Regions from separate parts of the Sus scrofa genome. Here region 2 is linked to region 1. A link is a contact called in public Hi-C data. All regions are on one chromosome and are shown on one strand. The core of a region is the stretch at or near the end of the contact, and the rest is flanking DNA. Distances in the headings are between cores, read along the strand shown. Region 1 overlaps CPQ (carboxypeptidase Q). Region 2 has its middle 110 kb from the start of TSPYL5.

Region 1 (5,171 bases), core at 721-3,220:
AAAAATGAATCTAGACACAGGCTTTATACCCTTCACAAAAATAGATCATAGACATAAATATAAAAGCAAAACTATAAAATTCTTGGAAGACAACATAGGAGAAAACCTACATGACTTTGGTTATAGTGATGCTTTTTAGTGCAATACCAAAGACATGATCCATTAAAGAAATAACTGACAAACTTGACTTCCATTAAAATTAAAAATTCTGCTCTGTGAAAGACAGCATCAACAGAATTAGAAGATAAGACACTGACTGGGAGAAAAAGATACTTCTGATGAAGGATTATTATCCAAAATATACAAAGAATTCCTAACACTAAACAATTTTAAAAAAACCAAACAACTCAATTTAAAAATGGGCCAAAGGCTTTAATAGACACCTCAGACATACAAATGGCATATAAATATATGAAAAGATGCTCTTTATCATATGTTATCAGGGAAATGTAAATTAAAACAACAATGAGTTAGCATAAACCTATTAGATGGCCAAAATCTCAAACACCAACACCACCCAATGCTGGTGAGGATGTGGAGCAATAAGAACTTTCATTCACTGCTGGTGGGACTGCAAAATGATGCAACCATTTCAGAAGGTACTTTGGCAGTTTTTTAACAAAACTAAATAACTCTTACCACACAAACCAACAATATTTACCCAGAAGAGTTGAAAACTTATGTCCACACAAAGCCCTGAACACAGATGTTTACAGAAGCTTTACTCATAACTGCCAAAATATGGAAGCAATTAACATGTCTTTCAACAGGTGAACAGATAAATAAGCTATGGGACATCCAGGCAATGAAATATTATTTAGCAATAAAAAGAGAGAAGCTATCAAGCCACGAAAAGACATAGGGGAATCTTAAATGCATATTACTAAGTGAAAGAAACAAATCTAAACAGGCTACATACTATATGCTTTCAACTAAGTGACATTCTAAAAAAGGCAAAACTGTGGAGATCAGTGTTTGCCAGGGGTAGGGACACAGATGGATGAGTAGGCAGAGCACAGAGGATTTTTAAGGCAGTGAAGATATTCCATGTGATACTGTAATGATGGTTGTCTGTCACTATATATTTGTCCAGTCCCATAGAATGTATAATACCAAGAGAGGCACCTAGGATAAACTCTGGACTTTGAGTGACAATAATGCATCAAGGTAAGTTCATTCTTGGTGAAAATTTTTGCCACTCTGGGGAGTGATAATGCTTAAGGGGGACACTGTACATGTTTGGGGCAGTGAGTATGTGAGAAATCTCTGTATCTCCTTTTCAATTTTGTTGTAAACCTAAAACTGCTCTTCAGAAATAAAGCCTTTAATAGTAATAATGTGTTCGAGTTCCAAAAGCTTTTGGAGAGAAGAGCAGAAGTGCAATGATATTTTGCCACAAGGGAGCTGTGACAGCTAAGTGGGTTGGTTAGAGGCTTTTTTCTCTGATTTTCACCTTAAATTATTAATGAAACTTCAACCTCCAGGTAAATATGACATGGCCACCAATTGGCTTTGCTCCAACCATGAGATTCCTAACACCAAGCACATGTACAAAATTTAGTACAAAATTAAATAATAAAGAAAAGTGTGGGTTTTCCATACTGTTTGGTACTTTATTTCTTCACTCACAGTATGCCTTTTCCATGAGTAAATTTCACACTGAATTAGCAACACCAAACCACCAAAACATGTAAATTCAGAGCTAAAGCTTACAGACTGGAAAAACATAAAGGTTCTCATGTGAACCAAATATGGACCAAAAAAATTGATGCCCAGGATGAAAAACATCTGCTTTGTTTGTGTACTTAAAACATCAACTTGGGTTGCTCTCGTAGAAGGTCTGTTGTGACCAGCAACAACACAGTTCAAGGTTGAGGGAAAGAATTTCACCACAAACATAAGCAAACAGCAAATGTCACATGAATTACCAGTGTTCAGAGGAGACATTCCTCCCATGCCTATAAAGGTTAATCTCTCTCTTCCTGTTCTCAGGGTATGTTAAGAATTTAATGATTCATAGATTAGAGCCTGCCCCAGTGCCCTGGCCTTGAATTTTAGAATGTTTTACATGAACCAAAAAAAAAAAAAAAAAAAAAAAAAACTCACCTTCCACTAAATACCTTCCTATGTCATTTATGTCCATAGTTCCCTCTCTGGCAAGTGATAGCCAAAAAGAATCAGTCTGATTGGGAGGCAAAGGGGGAAGATATTTAAGAAGACTGCTGTTCATCCCCTGACGAGAAGTCTCAAACATAACCAGGGTTGGGGATTGTCCAAAGTGTGAAAGTTTTTGCAGCTTAGCTAATAGACATATTAAACAACTGGCAGGGCTCAGAACTGAGGCTTCTTCAAATATGTGCCCAAACAGGTCTGGGGGTCTGGGAAGCATTAGCAATAATAAGTGTAAATAAAGGGGGGACATAAACCTGTTAGGCTGAGTCACTAGAAACTCTTTTTCTTGGAGACTTACCAGAAGAACTTCATTTGTATTTCAAGGTTTCCATTTGGGTCAAGCGTGAACAAGGAAAAAGAGGGGCGGGAGAGATAGAGAGGCCACCTGGAACGTGAGCTGGGAGACTGATAAGCATTTCTCCAGTCGTGCCATCTGCTGTGTCCTGGCACTTGTCATCCAAATTGCTGTTCTCCAAACAAATTTAGTTTCCCCCAGACAGTTCAGCTTAAATGAGCTCATACTGTCTATCTGACACCTGTCAAAAGAAGAGTGAAAAGATTTCTCTAAGCCCTGATTGAAGGAGAGAGGGAGGCAGAGAGAGACGGAGGGGGCAGGAGCAAAGAAGAGGGCAAATAGATGGGATGCGTGCAGAGCAGGTGCTCTTTCGTGGCGGGCAGTGCATTTTTATCTTCACCTATAAATCTCACACCAGAAGGTGGGAAAAGAAGAAAAAGTACCACTTCCCATCACATTTGCTGAGACAAATATGATCGAACACATGAAATATGAAAACGGGACAAACTACCTTCACTCTCACCTGGTGTCAATTTTTTTGGCTGATGGTTGTGTGCGGTGTTTTGGTTTTAGCTAAGAAAGGAAGAACTAGCAGTAGAGAAATCTGATCTGCTTTTGACAGCCTGACCAATGCCCTTTTCCCATTCCAGCTGGAACAGGATTCAGTCACAGGCAGGGGCAAGCGGAGGAGTGATTTCATTAACTAAGTCTGGATTTTGAGGTTTGCATATCTGCAGATCTGGTTTTTTTGCCTCTTGAGGTCTTGGAGAGCTGCCAATCTGGGCAAAAGGAGGGATGATAATGGATGGAAGCTGCCACAGGGCAAATCTCTGGAAGGGGAGATATCAAAAACAGTTGCCAGGAGGGGAACTGCCTGTGCCTATGCCTTGCAGGCTGGGAGGTAACAGGGAATCTCATTTAGGAACTGTCATTTGCTGTGAGAAGGTCCTGAATAAAGAGAAGGAGGAAGGGGACAAGAGGAAGAGCAGGAAATAAATGAGCTTCATACAAATATGACCAGAGATGTCTTTCAAAACCCACCTTCCAAAGTGAAAGGGGCCAGGGCTGCAGCGGCCTCTTCACTGTCCTAGGATACGATCTTGATGAGATTACTCAAATGCAAAATGAATCTAAAGCTCCCTGTCTCCCAAGGCTCTTGTAACGGTTCAGCTGAGATGAACTTCATGTATACATAAAGCACCCAATACTTAAAAGCTGTCGAATATATGTTAGCTCTTTTCTCCTCCCCTTCTTTGAACTAAGAGATTCCTAGAACTCACAGCAGAGAAATTCACATCAGTTAATAGGCAGCATTTGGGCATACATCCATAAACTTAAGTTTTCTCAGGAGAATAAATCCAATTAAAGATAAAAATCGCTGTACTTTCACAATGCCTATCTGGGCTATTTATGAGCATCAGAGTCCCTTTTAACAATTATTCCAATGGAGCAGGATTTTAAATTCACCATGGTGTTATGGATACAGCTGGTGCTAAGCAACGTAAGGCACGTAAGCAATGAAGATCTATTTCACAGCTTCTTTCCTTAGCAGGAGAAGAGATGACATTTTGTCGGCCTTGCCTCCCTGGAGATTAAAAACCAAGCCCCAGAGGAAGGCCAGGCAGCTGACATAGAGACTCTGCCCCTGCTGAGGAAAGGAAAACACAAAGCCCATTTTAAGCTTAGTTCTTCACAAGGTGAGTTTCCATTTCCTGTGAGTGATCATGCTACAGTGCACTTTGCTGAAAGTCCAATCAAAATCAGCAAAGAAACCCTGTTATGTGCCATTTTGGAAGCCTCTGAACTCTTAAAAATATCAACTGGGGTGGGGGGAGGAACCCTACAGAGATTAAATCAGTGCATGCCTAAATTAATTGACTCAACCCTGGGAGTCTGGGTATAGCTGATAAGAGATCCACCCAGGAGACCTAAGAGAAAAGAAACACAGTATCGAGCTAAAAGACAAGTGGTCCCTGTTTTGTCAGTAAGTAGCTGAGTGACCTTCAGCCCCAACTTCCTCACCTGTAAGAGGAAGGGGTGGAGTGGATATTTTCTTCAGGGCTCTCCCAGCTCTAACATTTTGAAATCTAAAAGGGAAAGGGAGTAGAAATAGGAAGACATTGCTTATAAGAAATTCCAAAGGCCCCAAACTGAAAAGGCCACTATTACATGTATAGAAATGAGGAGAAGGAGGAGACGGATGAGGATGAGGATGCCTTACACTGGTCCATGCCCTTTACAGGTGTTAACTCTTAATCCATCCTGACTCCATTTCTGTCATTCTTCCCATCATGCTGGACAACATCGGAATGAATCCAGACATCTGGAAGAAGTTGTTTTGGGGATATATTAGTTTCACTTTATTTACAGGGATGTATTGATGAGATTCACAGTCATAGTTTCCATCCTGGTAGAGGAATGGCTCCCAGGACTACTGGTATCATAACACGAAGGGGGCAGAGCCAGAGGTCATGTTGTGCTGGGAATGGATCCTGTAACTCCTGGCAATGAAAGTATGGAGAGAGTGGTAGATTCACAAGCTAGTCACTCAAAAAAATTATTCCAATTATCAGATGAGTAAAACTGCAATAGAAGGAATCCATTCCCATTGGTGCCTACTTAAAATGGAAGTTCTTGCCTGTCAAGAATAGATTCAGTAATTGAGAGTATGATATTATGAACACAACATTGCATTTTATTTTTC
Region 2 (5,171 bases), core at 1,685-4,184, 310 kb before region 1:
TATCTAGTTTCTCCGCAGTCTACTTGTTTTCTAGGTACAAATCCTGCAGCCATGTCAAACCAGGGAGTAAGAGTAAGAGAGAGTATCCTTTAGTGAGCATGCCCAGGGCTCCTGCAATATATGGGCCTCTGGGACAGAGAGGTAGAAAAGTCAAGGTCCCTGGACTCACGGATTTCACAGTCTGGTGGGGTAGACAGACAATTAAACAGACTATTCCAATATAGGCAACATATGCTATTATAACAAGTACAAAATAGCACTTAATTTGTACCAGGCACTGTTCTTAGCACTTTTCACACATTTTTCTCATTTAATCTTTACAACAATCCCATGGCTAGTTGTGGTTAACATTTCACAGTCAAGAAAATGGAGGCACCAAGAGGCTACACATCTTGGCTATCTGTAAGTGAGAGAGTCAGGATTCTGAGTCTGGACAGTTGGGCCCCCATCCTGCCCCTGTAACCAAGCTGCTCTGTGGCCTCTGTCTGGAGGGAGGCAAACATGGAGAACTGTGAGAGCACAGAGGAAAGACTCTCCACCAGGCAGTGAGGGGCCTTTCTGGAAAAGAAAGCTATCAAGTTGGGTGAACCGAGCCATAGAACCCACCAGCCCATGAGTGGACCAGACATGGATTGGAGGAAAATAAAGATGTAGGCACATCAGAAGCTATGCGTTTTTGGAGTTCCCATCGTGGCTCAGTGGTTAATGAATCCGACTAGGAACCATGAGGTTGTGGGTTCGATCCCTCGCCTTGCTCAGTGGGTTAAGGATCCAGCTTTGCCATGAGCTGTGGTGTAGGCTGGTGGTTACAGCTCTGATTCGACTCCTGGCCTGGGAAACTCCATGTGCCGTGGGAGCAGCCCAAGAAATGGCAAAAAGACAAAAAAAAAAAAAAAAAAAAAAAAAAAAGCTATGCATTGTGGTTGGAAGCAAGAAGCCGGAAACGTGGCAACAAAATTGTGTCTTATGAACACCAGACAGAATGGCACAGGAAGACGAAAAAATGGGATCTGTAGCCCCAAATCATATATATATATTAAAAACGCATGCACACAAAACAATAATATATGTTAAATAAAAACACATGTAAATGGAGTGTATCCTAACAACCAGAGTAGAATGGCTGCCTCTGGGGACGAGAGGAGAACACAAGTAGAGAAGATGAAATAAAACATGAGAAATACGATGATGATAATGTACCATGAACTGAAGAGAATAAAAGTCAGTCTTGGGCTCTCAAAAGAGACCGGAGCCCAAGGAGCTCCCTTCCCTAAGAGCGTTTGCTAAAGTTCACCTCTTCCTTTCTCCTTCCACGTGCTGTAGCAGGAACACCAGGTTGCCGCCTCCAGGGTGATCCCACCCCCTTCACTCTTTGATTGGTTCAGGGATGGGCACCTAACTCAAGTTCAGCCAATCAATTCACATCCTTTTATAGACGGCTATAGTGTCCAATAGAGGCATGATAATGGGAGGGTTAAGGGCAAACTGGAGCCAAAGGAGGTTCACGTACTTGTCCCCCACCACTAGCCACGTGACCTTGAGCTAGGTAATCCTCTGAATACCTAGAATTTCTTGTCTGTAAAATGAGAAAATAGAATACCTAACTTATGGGATTGTGTGAAGATTTAATGAGTGAATGGAATGCATGTACAGTGCTTAGAACAGTGCCCCATAGCAGGGCTCAATAAACATTGGCCATGATTGTTTCCTAGGAACTCGGGAATTGGGAGACTAAAGAAAGGGCTTTATCTGGGTAGCTGATCAGTATGCCAAGGAGTAAGTCACTTCCCGTTGTGTGGTGCATCCTCATTATTTTATCCCTCTGGGCATAGATAGATCATTTTATGTAATACTTGTGAGGTGGAAAATGTTGGGAAGTGTGGCTGAGCAGGAAAGAGTTTCCGGTTTAATTCCTGAAGCCTCACTATAGGAAAACCTTGAGTTCACATGATACCTCCTGCCTCCCCCCGACACCCTTTGGGATTTTTTTTTTCTTTTTTCTTTTTCTTTTTTTTTTTTTGTGAAGTTAGTTTAACTGTATTCCTCTCACTTACCTAGGGAATCCCGATCAAGAGGGTCATAGAACACTGAAGACGCCAAAGCTCAGCCTCTTAACTCATTTCCACACATAGTAACTTCCTAACTTTGAGAGTCACTCTCATGTACTGATGACTGAGTTAAAACCTCTCAAAAACAGGTTCAAAATCATATATCCTTTTTATGATTGAGGCCATGATCAAGCCTCAAGTTCACACAAATAGTAACCTAGGAACCTCAGCACACTGGATTTTACACAGAATTTTCTGACGTAACGACACATTTGTGACCGCATGAGCTTTAAATGTGTTGCTAAAAGAATCAGTTCCACCCTCACTCATTTATCTTCATTCTGGTAAAGTTCTATTTACCATTTCCTAATAGAAGGTTTATACAACTGCTTTGAAAATAATCATTTTCAGTTTTTGGAGAAGTTGGTGAAGGCTTTATTGGGAAATCAAACTTTTCTATCAACAGATAAATGATGGATTTAAATTTCCTAGGACAAAAGTACCTGGAAGAGAATGTGAAAGTGTCAGAGGAAGGATGAACAAACAGAAAAGCTTCCCTGACCTTTGAAACTCAGAGAATAGTCAACAAACTGATTTAGGCAATTTCACTGCTTTGAAGGCTTTCAAAGAAGACTGATTCCTGTTTGTTCAGCCACGATTTGGAAGTGCAAAGATCAGGGACATCAAAAGCTTTATCTGAGCTTGTAAATGTGTTTGTGAAATCGCTAATATGCCATGGAGGGATTTCTCAGAGATTTGTATTGTGGCAGTTTTTATCTATGTCAGTTTGGCAGGTGCCATCTGATCGAGTGAGTGGCCCTTCCGGAGTGCCAAACGCCTTCCGAACCCTTCCAGAGAGAAAGGAAAACCAGCCATTTCCTGTGACTGGGAGTCAGAGGTAGCTGAAGGGGTCTGTAATGACTTCCTGAGGATGTTTAGTCAATCACTACTGTGGTTAAAAGCTTTTGCGTGTTACTCCCAAATTCCTCATTTATTCACCCCTCCGCCTTTTCCCACTTGGTTTGTTTTCTGTGTCTGTGACTCTATTTCTATTTTGTAAATAAGTTCATTTGTATCATTTTGAGGGGAGTAACAAATACACACTACCATATATAAAATAGGCGAAGACCTACTGTAGAGCTCAGGGAACGATCCTCAATATTTTGTAATAACCTATGTGGGGGAGTTCCCGTCATGGTTCAGTGGTTAGCGAATCTGACTAGGAACCATGAGGTTGCGGGTTTGATCCCTGGCCTTGCTCAGTGGGTTAAGGATCCGGCGTTGCTGTGAGCTGTGGTGTAGGTTGCAGACGTGGCTCAGATCCTGAGTTGCCGTGGCTCCAGCGTAGGCCGGAGGCTACAGCTCTGATTCGACCCCTAGCCTGGGAACCTCCATATGCTACAGGAGCAGCCCAAGGGAAAAAAAAAATGTAATAACCTATATGGGAAAAGAATCTGAAAGAGAATATATATATATATATTCTCTTGCTATACACCTCAAACTAACACTACATTGTAAATCAACTATATTTTAATAAAAAATAAATTTCAAAATGATCTGGCTTTATATATGATAATAACAAAAAGCTTTCGCCTGAACCTTATAGTGTACACTTCCCAAGTAGCTGTATTAAATCTTCAGAATCTTAAAGATGTTCCCGTGCAATAGGATGTACGACTTCAATAAAGTGTGCCTGGAGGAGTCAGTCCAGGACTGGTAGCGTACTCTACAGGGTCAAGGACTCAAAGTCCTTTCTGTTTGCGTCTCTGCTGGGCGTGCTTCCATCCCCAAGTTCACTTCATGGTCCAAGTCTGCTGCTGCTGCTTCAACCTTCCAACAAGAAAGGGGGTGGGAGGAGACAGGCATGCCTCTCCCTACCCACTCCCCCCTCAGCTCTGGTTAAGGAGACTTCTTGGAAGTTTCTCATGCCACTTCTGGTTACAATCCATTAGCTAGAACTTAGTTGCCTAGCTACATCCTAAAGTGGGGTGGACGATATCATTTAGCTAAGATTTAGGGGGCCTGCTACTATTAACAAACAAACAAACAAAAAAGTTAGAATGGATTTTGAAGGACAATTAGCTACCTCTGCCCCATAATCCTTCAGGACTCAGCTCAAATGTCCCCTCTTTAGAGAGACCGTCTGAGTTCATCCTCTCAATAGCAGACTTTCCTCCCGTTCTATCACAGAACTTGTGATAGAACGATCACAGGTTTTACTTTTTATGGCCTTGCTCCTCCACTAGAACAAAATTCCTTTAGTCTAGAAACCTTAGCTGTCTTACGGCTCACCTCTCTATTCCCAGTGCCTCCCAGTGCCCGGCACCCAGCAGAAACCTCATAACATGCGTGATGAATAAGAAATCATGAATGAGAGCCCTTACAGAGAAAACGTGGCATTGAGGTTAGACATATAAGCTCTGAGGCTGGGCAGCCCTGATTAAAATCTTGCCTCCCTTCTTAGGTAATAATAATGTGACTGTGGGCAAGTGACTGACCTTGTCTAAGTCTTGACTCCTCTACTTGTAAAAATGGAGGGGAAAGCTTATGGTGGGATGGAAAGAATTCCTACATGTGAAGTGCTTCCCTCTCCGCCTATTGGAGAGCAAACACAATAATTTTATACACGAGCATCAAAGTAAGTTTTAGTTGGGTTATTATTGGGATCTATCCAGTCTGAAGACTCAAAGGAGGCTTCTTGGAAGAAGGGGCCTTAGAGATGGACAGGCAGGAGTTAACTAGTCAAGGAAAGCGGTGAGGAAGACTTCATTGGGAGAAGGAAGGACACGTGCAGAGGTCCTGGGGCAGGAGGGAGGATGTCCGAAATACTAGAATGAAAGCCAGTGTGGCCAGGGTGAAGAGAGGAAGAGCAGTATAGACACAGAGATGAGGAAGGAAGACAGGGCTAGAACATGCAGGACTTTCATCGTGTGAACTTGATCCCAAGTGCAAAGAGAAGTTACCAAAGGGCGCCACACAGGCGGATGCCCAATCAGATTGGTAATGCATAATAACATCCTGGCTGCAGTGTATGGAGGGGTTTGTCACATGAGGGTAACTTCTGTGCATGAGACATCTACCGTATTCACACTTTCAAACCCAAGTCTGCCCCACCAAACATTT

Evidence for each region. A called contact is a pair of places that touch in the nucleus more often than the background predicts.
Region 2: a contact with region 1 is called in a Hi-C map of liver, with 8 times the contacts expected there. The contact joins two enhancer-like sites. A contact is called at or near these places in 4 of 47 Hi-C or Micro-C datasets (liver and skeletal muscle) and 1 of 2 datasets of contacts at active chromatin or transcription factors (alveolar macrophages).

What each region holds. Positions count from the first base shown.
Region 1 is chr4:39,780,806-39,785,976 of Sscrofa11.1, forward strand. All of the region lies in intron 2 of CPQ (carboxypeptidase Q), which reads right to left. Among named protein-coding and RNA genes, the nearest start is that of CPQ, 73 kb to the right of the region's middle. Within about 2 kb of position 1,971, at least 16 of the 83 cell types and tissues checked have an H3K27ac peak or open chromatin away from gene starts, as enhancers often do. A contact at or near this core is called in liver, where this site is marked.
Region 2 is chr4:39,471,282-39,476,452 of Sscrofa11.1, forward strand. No RefSeq gene overlaps it. Among named protein-coding and RNA genes, the nearest start is that of TSPYL5, 110 kb to the left of the region's middle. Within about 2 kb of position 2,935, at least 3 of the 83 cell types and tissues checked have an H3K27ac peak or open chromatin away from gene starts, as enhancers often do. A contact at or near this core is called in liver, where this site is marked.